Regions from separate parts of the Mus musculus genome. Here all the other regions are linked to region 1. The links are chromatin contacts, called in public Hi-C and HiChIP or PLAC-seq maps. All regions are on one chromosome and are shown on one strand. Each heading gives the region's core, a stretch centred on a gene start, on an enhancer-like site or on the middle of the called end of the contact. The rest is flanking DNA. Distances are from core to core; before and after follow the strand shown.

Region 1 (3,948 bases), core at 666-3,165:
TGACCTGTGTTGGAGCCTGTACAAAGTCACTATGCATTACTTAACTGCTACACATTGGCCCAGAAGTATTTCATTAACAACACTCTTGCTGTAGATTCTATCTAGTTACCATAGAAACTTTGAAGGAAAAGCTTGTTTGTAACCCTTGGACTAGGTTCATTATGCAGCTCTATAGCTCTATTTAAAGATTCCCCTTGTTATTTTAAACTCTTCCCTTTCTGCTTGCTTGTTTTCTTCTCCTGCTAGACAGCTCAGTCAAATCCATTCATGACCTTCAAACAGCCACTCACGTGGTTTTCAGGGCACAGTTCCTGAAGGTGGATGTCTATAGCCAATGGCGCTTTTCTGTGTTTATCTGTGAAATAGACTTTGGTTACCACAAGATTTTGGTTGTTGTTGGTTTTTTTGTTTTTTTTTTTTAAAGCTGAAGTTTCACTTCATCAAAAATAAAAATGAACTGTCTTGTTTCTATTCTCTCTGTCAAATGAACTTCCCATCCAGTCCAGGTCTTCACAGAAGGCCCCATGAGTCCCCACTCAACTCCTCAGACATCTTTTAAGTAGGAAGTGTCTGCTTTCTAGAAGCTCTGAGTCTTCCTGTCCTCCCACCAGCCCTTTCCTCCTGGAGTTGCCAAATACAGCACTTAGCTGTGCTGGCCTCTACAGTTTCCCCTCCCCTGGGGTACTCATATCTCAGAGCACTTTACAGCCAGTGGGCCCCCAGGAAGTGAACTCCTGCCTGCCTCCCTACTAGGCAACATCTCCCAACAGGGTCCCTCTGTTCTCCTGCCTGATGTCCATTTGGCCCACGTGGAAATTCCCATCTGTTTGCAATTGGTTTTGTTCTGCAGGAGAGAGGTGGGTGTTGGACAACTGGGTTGCATTTATCAGGGTCATTCAGGGTCTGGTTTGGAGGGAAGGTTGGGGGCCAGATGTGGAACACTTCTAGAGGCTAAAAAGTATAACCTGTGGAGTTTAGAAGATTGTTTGGAGGGTTTTTGATTTTGGTCATAGAAGGAGTTGAGGTCAGATACCACAGCTGAGGGCAATTCCACATGAACGCTATGTGTCCCCTCAAAGACAGATCCAGTCTTCCAGAGAGAAAGTAGAGGTTGGGGCCCTGTGTCCAGGGCATACCTGCCTTTCCAGCTGACTTAACCCCTCAAGTGAGGATACAAATTTGGCATAATTTCATAAGTCCACTGAGGAACACACTGCGGGAATTCGTGGACTAACTTTTCAGATTTATTTTCACTATAAATTATGGATTTCTTTTTAAAGCAATGTCTTTATTGAGATATACTCTCTATCCAATAAAAGACCCTCTAAACTTTGTAATTTAGGGTAAGGGGTAGACAGTACTCGCCTAGCTTGCACAAAGTCCTGGGTTTGACCCCCAGCTCTGCTAAAGTATATGATACAGGGGATTTGGGTATTTGTAGAGTTGGGCAAATATTACTTCTCTAATTTTAGAATATTTGTATCATTCTACTCTAAACATTCTGTAGCCATTTATCCCAACTTCCCACTCTCTTCCCTGAGTCCTCAGAAACCAACAACCTGCCTTCTGTTTCTGACCACAAGTTTCTGGCCACCACCCAGTGACTTTAGGTATCCCCGTAGACAAACGCAAAGCCAAATGTGCACCGGGATTGATCACACTCCTCAGAAACCATTGCTGTGTTTCTCAGGCTCTAGCAAACCCAGCCTCATTCTCCCTATCACTGAAAAGAACAGATGGCTGAAGCCGTCTCCAGGCCAAGGCTGTGCCTCTGTATTGCCAAACATGCTGATGAGCCCTGTAACTCAGCCCGGAGTCACTAGGAAAACAAATGCGGAAATACCTGGACAGCGCCAAAGCAGCACAGGCATTTCCCAGCTCTCCCGCCACACCACGTTGCAGCTGCATGGGTGACTCCTGACACAGTGACCCTTAGTGGAAATGGGTCTGTGCATGCCAGATGACTCAGGGTCAGGACTGGCCTGAGTGGACTGGCAGTGCTAAGAACGGGCAGCGGTGCTGATTTCAGATGAAGTTCCCAATATGAGTAGGTGAAGGGGCTGGAGCCCGAGGCCTCAGGGCTAGGGAACAGATTGTTCATGAGCTAAGTAGACAGCTAAGCACTTAACACGAGGAGCACAGGGAAGCAGCAGCATGGACCGCAGGAGGCTGAGAGCTGCCGCCACCTCGCTTGGGAACAGCAGCCAGTTCAGGGGCTGCTTGCTGCTTGGAAGCATTTTTACAGGCACAGAGGATCTGTGGCACTCTGAATTGAGAATCCCTGATGGAACACAACTGGGCGGGTGTAGATCTTCCTGCAGCAGCTCAGCCTCTTCAGAAAAGGAAAACGAGTGAAGAAAACATTTGTATTTCCAAGAATACCATAGCAGCTTCCCTTGGAGGGAACACTTCATGATACAGCTATAGTACTTGTTAGCATGTGACTTTTCCAGCCCAGAGCATGGGCTTCTGCAAGGAGAGTCTGTGTCGTTTCATTTTTATAAGCTTGGCATATAGTAATTACCAGTAAAGCCTCATTTATTGGGTGAAAAATTTCAAGTATCTATTTCTAACGTTTTTTTCCCCCAAAGAACTCTGTAGCATTAAAAAAAAATCCTTCCTCCAAAAATCACTGTATTAAGAAGGGCAGTTAAAATAAAGTGCAAATGTGTGCTTTTAAGCATGCTATTCTTATCAAGGAAGACACAGTGCTGTGCGATGCATCCATGAGGAGAATCTGTGAGCTGAATAAAGATGTTTAAAACCATAGAAGACTGGATCTAAGACCATAGAGCCAGGCCCTTAACAACAAATACCTGGAATACATGTGAGCCCTCCCTTCCACACCTAGGAAAGACGCTGCCAATCATGTCTGGCTGTTTCCCACCAAATGTAGGCTTAAGTGTAGACTCGTCACCAGCACTTTTTCACAGGACTGTTCCTGGGTGGTTGGTGAGGAAACATACACAGTAACTTGTCAGCCCAGGACAGACAGGACCTTGAAACCCCTTGAGGTCATCTTGGGGGGTGGGGGTGGGGGGTGGGGAAGGGCACTTGAGAGGAGCCTACTGGACTCCTGAGATGCACAGCCTGTTGTCTGCATGCAGAGTGACTTTATTCTAATTCAAGGACTCCTGCTGCGACTGGATCTGAGGCCCAGACAGGCAAAGGTCCGGCTTATCAAGAGATTCAAGGACCGAGACAGCCAGAGCCTAGAAGTCAGGTGAGCCAACCAAGCCAGTTATTTTCAAATCTGAGTGTGGAGGAATAGGCAGTTAGCTGAGGAGGACATAAATAGTATTCATTTCTTCCCAGCTGGGTGAATAATTGCATCTACCCAGGAAACCTGCCTCAGAGACAAGCTGCCTGTTCCTAAGGATGCGCTGCCCATGCAGAAACACGGGTGGATACAATCTGATAGTACTAGTATCGTCTGCCCCTGTGACAGTGGGGAGGATAGACTTCAGAAAGAAGAGTTCCTGTCTGGATTCTGGCAAAGCAGAGTTAGGGAGAGATCTTTCTTCCCTTGGCTCCCAAGAAGGGGAAAACAGAAAATTACAGTCACACGCTGTATAACGTCTCAAAAAGCAGCAGACAGCACACAAGATGGCAGTCCCGGAGACTCTGTCATCTAGGGACATTGCAGCTGTCTTAGTTTGTGTGAATATATTCTATGATGCTCACAGGATTTTTCAAAATCTAGCCCTGTGGTTCTCTGAACATGTGACTCAACTGTAAGGATTGCCCTTTCTTTGGCCTTTGGTGTGAACCTGAAGTGTTTACACCGGTCTTCAGCGTGACTCCTGAGAACATGGGGTTTCAGTTTCTTCATGGGTAGAGGAATTCAAAGCCAGATAGGCTACATGACTGCACCACTGATGTACAGTGAGCCAGCTGGGATCAGAACACGGGCTCTCTTTGTTCAAGACGCTAATCTCACTGAACGGC
Region 2 (3,936 bases), core at 591-3,090, 180 kb before region 1:
AAAAAAGGAGCAAAGGGAAAGCATTAAGCCAATGCTTTTATTGGTGTTTAAGAAAACACAAGACAAAGTACAGTTTAGGATTAGCTACTTTGTGTAATTTTGGAGGCCTCTAAGCTACTTTTCTGGCAACTGGGCCCTGGAGTAATCATGGCATATATTGTCTACTAGACTGATAGTCAAACAGAGGCAATATGCTTCCTGATTAGTTTGGATACCAAAGACTTCTACATTTTCCATTTGATTATACAGGGTCTTTCACACCATAGGTATACGTTGAGGGATGGAGAATGTACGACCAGGGCAGGGGAACAGCACAAGTGATATGTGTGCTGCCGAACTCTGCTCAGGTGCAAACCCAGGTGGATTGTCCTTACTTTATAATGGGTTGCTGTTATCTGTTTGCACTGAAGTCTACCAAACTCATCTCATTGTCAGCTTGACACGCATGGTTGTCATGTATTCCCGAGTCTAAGAACATGTAGCCTTGTTTCAGATAATGTGGTCTTGTTTCAGAAGCTTACTGCATGTTCCTAAGGTACATTGCATACATTCATTACATCTTCCCTGCTACTTACCTCTCCACTATGGTCACCTACATGGTACAGCTCAAGAAAGAGGTGTCAGAACATAAACGTGTGTTTTCTGAGAAGTTTTCCTTGATTGTTTTGGGTCTGGCAGGCTCCTCTTTGTGAGAATAGGTTTTATCAGAATTCAAAGTAGATGTAGGTTAGATTCAAACTATGGTTAATTTTGTTCTGTAAAACGCTAGAAGTCTGAAGCCATTTTGCATCTCTGCTCATGGGGTAGGTAAGAATGCTAATGGCATTAACTCTGGTAAAGGTCAGGGATGTTGCTAGAGATCTTACAATATACAAGACATCTCTCAATACAAATAACCATCGTGTCCAAATACCAACAATGCCAAAGCTGAGGGGCCTTCGTCTCTGTTTTGTCTTCAAAGGCTATAAAAAGTCCAGCAGATGGACTTTTATATACTGTGCCTGTCTGTAGTAGGGGACAAAAGATGAAGCACAATTCAAAAGACCTGTTCTTTCTTATTCCTTAGGTCATAATAACTTATAACTGCATTATTCTGCTGAGCTGAACCTTGTAGGACTGAGTGTCCTGCATATCCAGTGATGTTTTTAGTTTTTTTTGTCTTTATTTTCTTTTTCGTTTGCCTGAAGACAGTATGACAACACCAGCTGATCATATTTGTATACCTATATGAAATTTTTAAAAAAACTTTTTATATCTGACATAATCACATACTTTTCCTTTATTCTGCATTGTTTTTTCAAAATTAACTCTTAATTATAAATTTCATTACATACAAATGGTTATTTGCATTTAAATTCATGAAGATTACCTCAGCTATATTCTTTTGAATTTTGTTGGCAAGTTTATGTGGGCTTGATCAATCTAGTAAAGGCTTTAAAGATTTAGTAAAACTCACCTGCAAAGTCAAATGGATGCATGTAAACTTGGAATTACAAGTACAATTTAATGTGGCTCTTTTTTCCCCCAATGTAACTTCTAAAAGTTCTTTTATTTACTTCAGATCATGTAAAGCAGCAGTCTGAATCCCTTAAAAATACATTCTCATACAGAAAACCTACTTAATCCACAAGGGATATTAATTGTATGTATGTATGTGGGTGTGTGCATGAAGGCATGTGGGGAGGACAGATGTTATTGTAGTTTTCTCCTTGTACAAAATGTGTTCTAGGGTCCAACTCATTATTAGACTTGGCAACAAGCAGAGCCTACTCACTGACCAAAGCCCCACTTTTGTTGGACGTTAAATTCTAAATAATCTTGTTGTTATGCTTTGGCCCTTGGACTTTGACTGAGCAAACAAACATGGTTATCTAGTTCTAGCTTAACTTGCAGTCAACTGGTGCTTTATGCTCACAGTAGATGCTTGCAATCACATAGAATAGCTTTTGAACAAAAAAAGTCGAGCCTTATACAATGTGAATTCCACAGACCATGATCACTGAGGGTCACTTTGGAGGCTGGTTATAGTTAACATCATTTTCATTCAGTATCTAACAGTTTTCAACATGGAGTTCTGGGTAAATGCTTTTTCAAGGCCAATTCATTCATTTTGCAAGAGTAAATTCTCTGATCTGCCATCAAGTTTATTTTGTTATGACCAGAGGATATAGTTGTGAAGAAGATATATGATCTTCTGGCGACTTTTCCCTCTATATGCAATATAATTTCTCTACTGATTAGAAATACCAAAGCACAACATGTTTTCTATGAGTACACGTATAGTCTTCTCCATTCTGAACTCTCCAATGTCCAGTGAAAACACATGGTCTGAATGTTCTGCTGAATTGTCTCTTCCATATGATTTCTCTCAAGAATCTAAGTACTGGTGAGTGAGGCACACATGCTTGAGACAACTCATTAAGTGGCATATATCTTTGCAATCTGATGATCCTCAAAAAAATCTACTAAAGTGTAATATTTTAATGATTAGCAAATACTATATAATCATCACACTCAAAATTCTTTAGGTTATCCTTCAGAATATAAATAAGAACCTTCATATATCATGCTTCTTATTTATTTCCTATAACTAAAATTTTACTTCAATCTGTATTATGAATAATCAACTATTACATACAGATACAGAAATAGATTGGAGGCTTTAATTTTACTAACAATCTATGCCAGTGATCAGCCAACTAAATTCTACTGGCCTAATAATTTAGTTAGAACACTCACATTCATTTCTATTTTGTTAATGGCTACTTACAGACTATAGTTAAAATAAGTAGTGCTATAGTGATCAAATGGCCTGAACATTTTAATATATTTATTATCTGACTTCCTAAAGGAGAAAAAGGGCTAATTCCTGATCTATACCATGGAAATAATAATTTTAAGGTAACAACAGTTATTTTGTAACTGAAGTATTAGATAAAACAATTTGCATTTTTAAAGTACAGTTAGAAAGCCTCACTTACAAGGTTCTAACTAAAAGGAAATATCCCGCAGGCATGTATGACTGCCAAAAAATGGCAAACAGAGGAGAAATTTTAAGAAGTAACATGGGAGGATACAGCTAGCTTTCTGTTTTTCTGTTTTTTTAAAAATATTGTGTTATTTTTAATAATTTAATCTACAAACTTAATTTGGACTCCTATATAAAAAATGATAGTAATACATATTGTTTCTGATCCTAGTTATCATTTCTTGAACACCTAAATTTATCTGGACAAAATGAAAGAACAAAAATCAGGAGGAAGAGCTTCAAACATAAAACTGACAAAATATTTTAGATTTAGACAATAGTGACCAAAGCATTCACAATTCAAGTACGTACACACACACACACACACACACACACACATGATCTAGTGAGGAAATATAGATAATTAAAAAGACTTGGATCAGTTGGTAAATCTGTATTGCTTATGTTGAAGAAAAAAACAATATAAATTTGAAAACATGTTATGTTAGGAGAGTCCATTACTAAATTACTCATGGTGACTTTACCAATTCAAGAAACCAAAAATAAAATCTGCACTATGGTGATTAACAAGTTTGGTTTTTCAACCACAAATTCTTTGACAGCTACTTACAGATGTATATTAGGCATGTATATATAAACACACAAATATATATTTGCAAATTTTAACAGTTCTAACAACTGGTAAGCAAGAAATGTCAACACTGTAATACTAAATATAAAAAATGTTAACTTCCTCTGTCATTCACTGGTTTTCCAAAATCAATTTGGCTACTTCTAAAATTTTCATAAAAACTAATTTCTCACCATTCAACTAAGATGAGAATATGAAATCCTGTGATTCCCCTTTTCTCCATCCTCCAGGAAAAGGAATAATTGTGTCTATGATATCCTCTCATATATAGGATGATGATGAGTCAACTAATATTTCTCCAAGTTCATTAAAATTA
Region 3 (3,727 bases), core at 854-3,353, 210 kb after region 1:
TTGTTTGTCTTGGTTTGGGGGGGTATATTTTTATTTTTAAAATCATCATATACATGTTAAAAGATAGCATATACATATAACATATGTAAAAATACGTTTTTTGTAATTGTGCCACCTCCTTTCCCACTCATTACCCACATTGACCTTTGTAGACTCTCCCCCTCAGTCTCTTTTCCTCTTTCTTTCTTCCTTCCCTCCCTCCCTCCTCTTTTCTTTTCTTTTCTTTTCTTTTCTTTTTTCTTTTCTTTTCTTTTTCCTTTTCTTTTCTTCTTTCTTTCTTTCTTTCTTTCTTTCTTTCTTTCTTTCTTCCTTTCTTCCTTTCTTCCTTTCTACCTAAGGATTTATTGTTCTGCCAGCTACCCTGCCAGGATAACATGTAGCATTATCCAGTTAATGTAACTCAAGTGTTATTGAGGCACCTGTGAGATTACTAGCCACACTCCAGTTTCTGGGTGCTCCACCATAACTGTTACCCCAATAGCTCTACTCAACTGGTAGAGCAGAGGATTGTAGTATTCTTAATTCTAAATGCTTCGCAGAGATCCATCAAATCACTTTTAAACATGATGAGCACCTGATAAAGAATGAATATGGTGAGATATCAACTGACCACAATGACACCCAGTGACTTCACCTGCAAGTGAATGCATTCTCAGAGAACAGGTGCCCTGAAAGACAATACATCTTCTTGGTGTGCTTAGACAGAACTAACTAACTTAATTGTCTTAAAATGTCATTTAATACTGTATCTCTTGGCCTAATTGTCTAAGAGCCTTTGAAACTTACTGTATAACAAAGTACTTTCTATTATTTATATGTCAAAAGAAGAAAAATGAATAATCTCCTTAGAAACTGGCCAACTATGAATGACAACAAAGAAACTCATGTGTTGCAATGTCTTCTTGCCACCATTTGTGGCCACAGTCACAGATTCCTGCAGTTATCACGACTGCCCAACAAGAAGAATTTTAGAACTTGACTCAGTTAAATGCAAATACTTACAACTACTAACCTTAAACTGAACTCTGATAAGTGCCTACCTGTGATCTGTGGGTAGAATAATGAATATGATAGAGAAAACAGCTTGCATCACCGGATAATGCATGCTTTTGCTATGTACACTTCATATGAAATAGTACTGCTAATAAAACTTTATATATACTTATTTCCACAAGACATTAGCCATTACCTAATAAACCTCTATTCTTGCAAACATTAAATACAGAAAAGAACTTGGTTGTTAATTAAACACTGGGAAAAACAGGCCTATTATAGCTTCTTGTATAATCACTTGCCATTTGCAAAACTACGTATCAAACTCGTTTGGCCCTTCCCAGGAGAGGTACTTAGGGGAGTTCAAACATTTTCTTTTTTCATTTTATACAGGATTAAGCAGAGTTTAGCCCAACTCAAAGGAAAAATTCTTTAGGAAACCAAGGGCTGAGAGCATTCCTTATTCAAAAGTGAAATTCCATTGTCAGGGAAATCACTAATACCAACTATCAAGGGGAAATGTCTCATTCCTGTTGCAGGATCAGCTAAAATGAACTGCTTCTCTAGTTGCTAGGAAACAACCACTCATTATATGCCATTATCAGAGCCCTAGAGAGAAAAAACCTGGCATCTGCTCCACATTTGGGATATGAGAGACTGAACTAAAACCTCTGAAACTACTGCCAAAATCCCCAGTTCCGAGTGTGTGCTGTGCCGAGGCGGGTGTCCCCTTCTCCCAGACTTGGAAGTTTTCCCTTCTCCACTTCTTTCTCTAAGCACTATGATTATTTTTTTCCCAATATCCTATATTTCCAAACTTAAAGATTCTAAGAAAAAAAAAAAAACTTCCTCAGGAATCCTAACGGAGAAATTAAAAACCAGTTGTAATTCATGGAGTAGAAGACACTAAATTGTTCTACCTTTAAAGATTAAGATCAAAACAGAAAATAGAAAACACATTATCTCAAACATGAGGAGAATAAGAAGAAACAGTAATAAATTCAGTACTAATACATTCCAGCATTTCTCAGCCTGGTTTTCTGCTTTTATATCCTGACATACTTTTCTGCAGTGCATCACAGAATGCACTCCTGTTGGGTTGTAGGCAGGGTGGGTGGGGGGAGGGGGTTGCAGCTGGGAGCACAGAGAGGCCTTCCACAGGAGATTAAGCTGCCACTCTGTAGGCAAAGGCCTTCTTCATGGCTCCCCAAGGTGGATCTTGGTGAAAAAGAAGCAGTCCATGGTTCTAAACAGCTTATTGTCATGACGGAAAGTGGATGTGTAAAACCATGGCCCCTTTCTCAGGGTGGGCCTGAGATGAAATACCTTTGGCAGGAAGGAATGTCTGGAAAGGGAAGCTGACTGACTAAGCCCTCTGGGCCTCTAGATACCTCATTAGCATGAAGAACTCTATTTTGGGACAAGTCTCTTTTATGTGAGAAGCATGGCATGTGTTCCAAGTCAGGAGTCTGGCAGGGAGCTGGGAGTTACCTCAGCCTCAGGCATGTGCCCACCTAGTCTCTGGGTCTTGACCTGCTCTACCTTATCAAACTTCCTGCCATGGTTTTACGTCCTACACAGTCCCAAACACACCCCATATTTACTCACCAATCTTCTCCCTTCCTTTTAACACATGAGGTTCCAAGAAGACCAGGTGAAAACATACAGATATTTTACAAGAAATTGGCAAGTTGAAATCAATAAACTTCCAATCCTATCACTTCTGTATTCTGAGGATTAAGATATCCTCAGAAGCTAATGTAAATGGGTTAAAGTAGCTGCCAACTACTACATAGTGAAGGGTGTTTCACTATGTTAGAGTAATTCTTCCACCTCCCATTCATGGTCAGGGCATTGTAATGACTCCTTGCTGCATTCTGAACTCAATACTAACCAGTCCTTGGTATAATGTTGAATTTGCTCTCAAGGGACCTGCCTTACAGAAATGGCATGCCCAGCCTCTCCCAACTTCATTCTTGTTCCCATATTAACAGGGTCACTTCCTAGCAAAATATAGAAAAAAAAATACAGGAAGCTCATTTAAATACCAGATTCTTCTTTAAAGTGTGGACATGCCCTAAATTATCCCTTATATCTCTAGTACTCAACCTACCTGGATATCTCACAGTTTATCTAGCAACTTGGCTCCTACTCTACTGTGTGACACCTTGATCCTTGACTCTTTTCTCTGTGTATTAGATCTGACTTTCCTCACATAACTCCACTTTCAAATTCTATTTAATTCATATACTAAAATAACATTTTTTAAATAGTCTCAAATTTCTAATACCCTTACTTCTTCGAACACAACTAATTTACCTGGGACTCCGCACAAAGTTCCACATCACAGGAGAGTCTCAATTATTGAATCCCATCTGTTTTGCCCTGGCTCTAGATTCCTCCTGGCTATGTGTCTTGCACAAACAGAATTTAACTTCCTTGATTCTCTTCCAAATTGACTGGATATTTTCCCCTTTGGATTTTCTGCAGTGCTACTTCTAGCTCTAGATCCAGCACCAGATTTGTCCATAGAGTCTACGGCTTTACAGAGATACTATGGAGGGTCACAAATGCTTTGATGTTTAGCATCCTGGCTGCTACACTGGGACGGTGCCGTTCATCTCTTTATCTTCACTGATTCCTCTGGAAGAACCTAAAAGTATGTCCTCAGCACGACTGTGTTGGGGATTTGATTTGTGCTTACATGGGAATTCTGTCCCTGCCAACAGTTGGT

The links. A called contact is a pair of places that touch in the nucleus more often than the background predicts. HiChIP or PLAC-seq counts read pairs in DNA pulled down with a chosen protein or histone mark.
Region 2: a Hi-C map of liver shows a contact between it and region 1, with 2.1 times the contacts expected there. The contact joins two enhancer-like sites. A contact is called at or near these places in 2 of 484 Hi-C or Micro-C datasets (the N1E-115 cell line and liver) and 1 of 115 datasets of contacts at active chromatin or transcription factors (embryonic stem cells).
Region 3: an H3K27ac HiChIP or PLAC-seq map of epiblast stem cells shows a contact between it and region 1, with 2.3 times the contacts expected there. The contact joins two enhancer-like sites. A contact is called at or near these places in 1 of 484 Hi-C or Micro-C datasets (nephron progenitors), 1 of 115 datasets of contacts at active chromatin or transcription factors (epiblast stem cells) and 1 of 9 other capture datasets (embryonic stem cells).

The regions. Positions count from the first base shown.
Region 1 is chr12:52,394,553-52,398,500 of GRCm38.p6, reverse strand. No RefSeq gene overlaps it. Among named protein-coding and RNA genes, the nearest start is that of Gm40423, 35 kb to the right of the region's middle. Within about 2 kb of position 1,915, at least 97 of the 459 cell types and tissues checked have an H3K27ac peak or open chromatin away from gene starts, as enhancers often do. A contact at or near this core is called in epiblast stem cells and liver, where this site is marked.
Region 2 is chr12:52,571,450-52,575,385 of GRCm38.p6, reverse strand. It overlaps a transcript of Arhgap5 not described here. Among named protein-coding and RNA genes, the nearest start is that of 1700031P21Rik, 29 kb to the left of the region's middle. Within about 2 kb of position 1,840, at least 1 of the 459 cell types and tissues checked has an H3K27ac peak or open chromatin away from gene starts, as enhancers often do. A contact at or near this core is called in liver, where this site is marked.
Region 3 is chr12:52,185,022-52,188,748 of GRCm38.p6, reverse strand. The region is part of intron 6 of Nubpl (nucleotide binding protein-like); the gene reads right to left. Among named protein-coding and RNA genes, the nearest start is that of Nubpl, 89 kb to the right of the region's middle. Within about 2 kb of position 2,103, at least 68 of the 459 cell types and tissues checked have an H3K27ac peak or open chromatin away from gene starts, as enhancers often do. A contact at or near this core is called in epiblast stem cells, where this site is marked.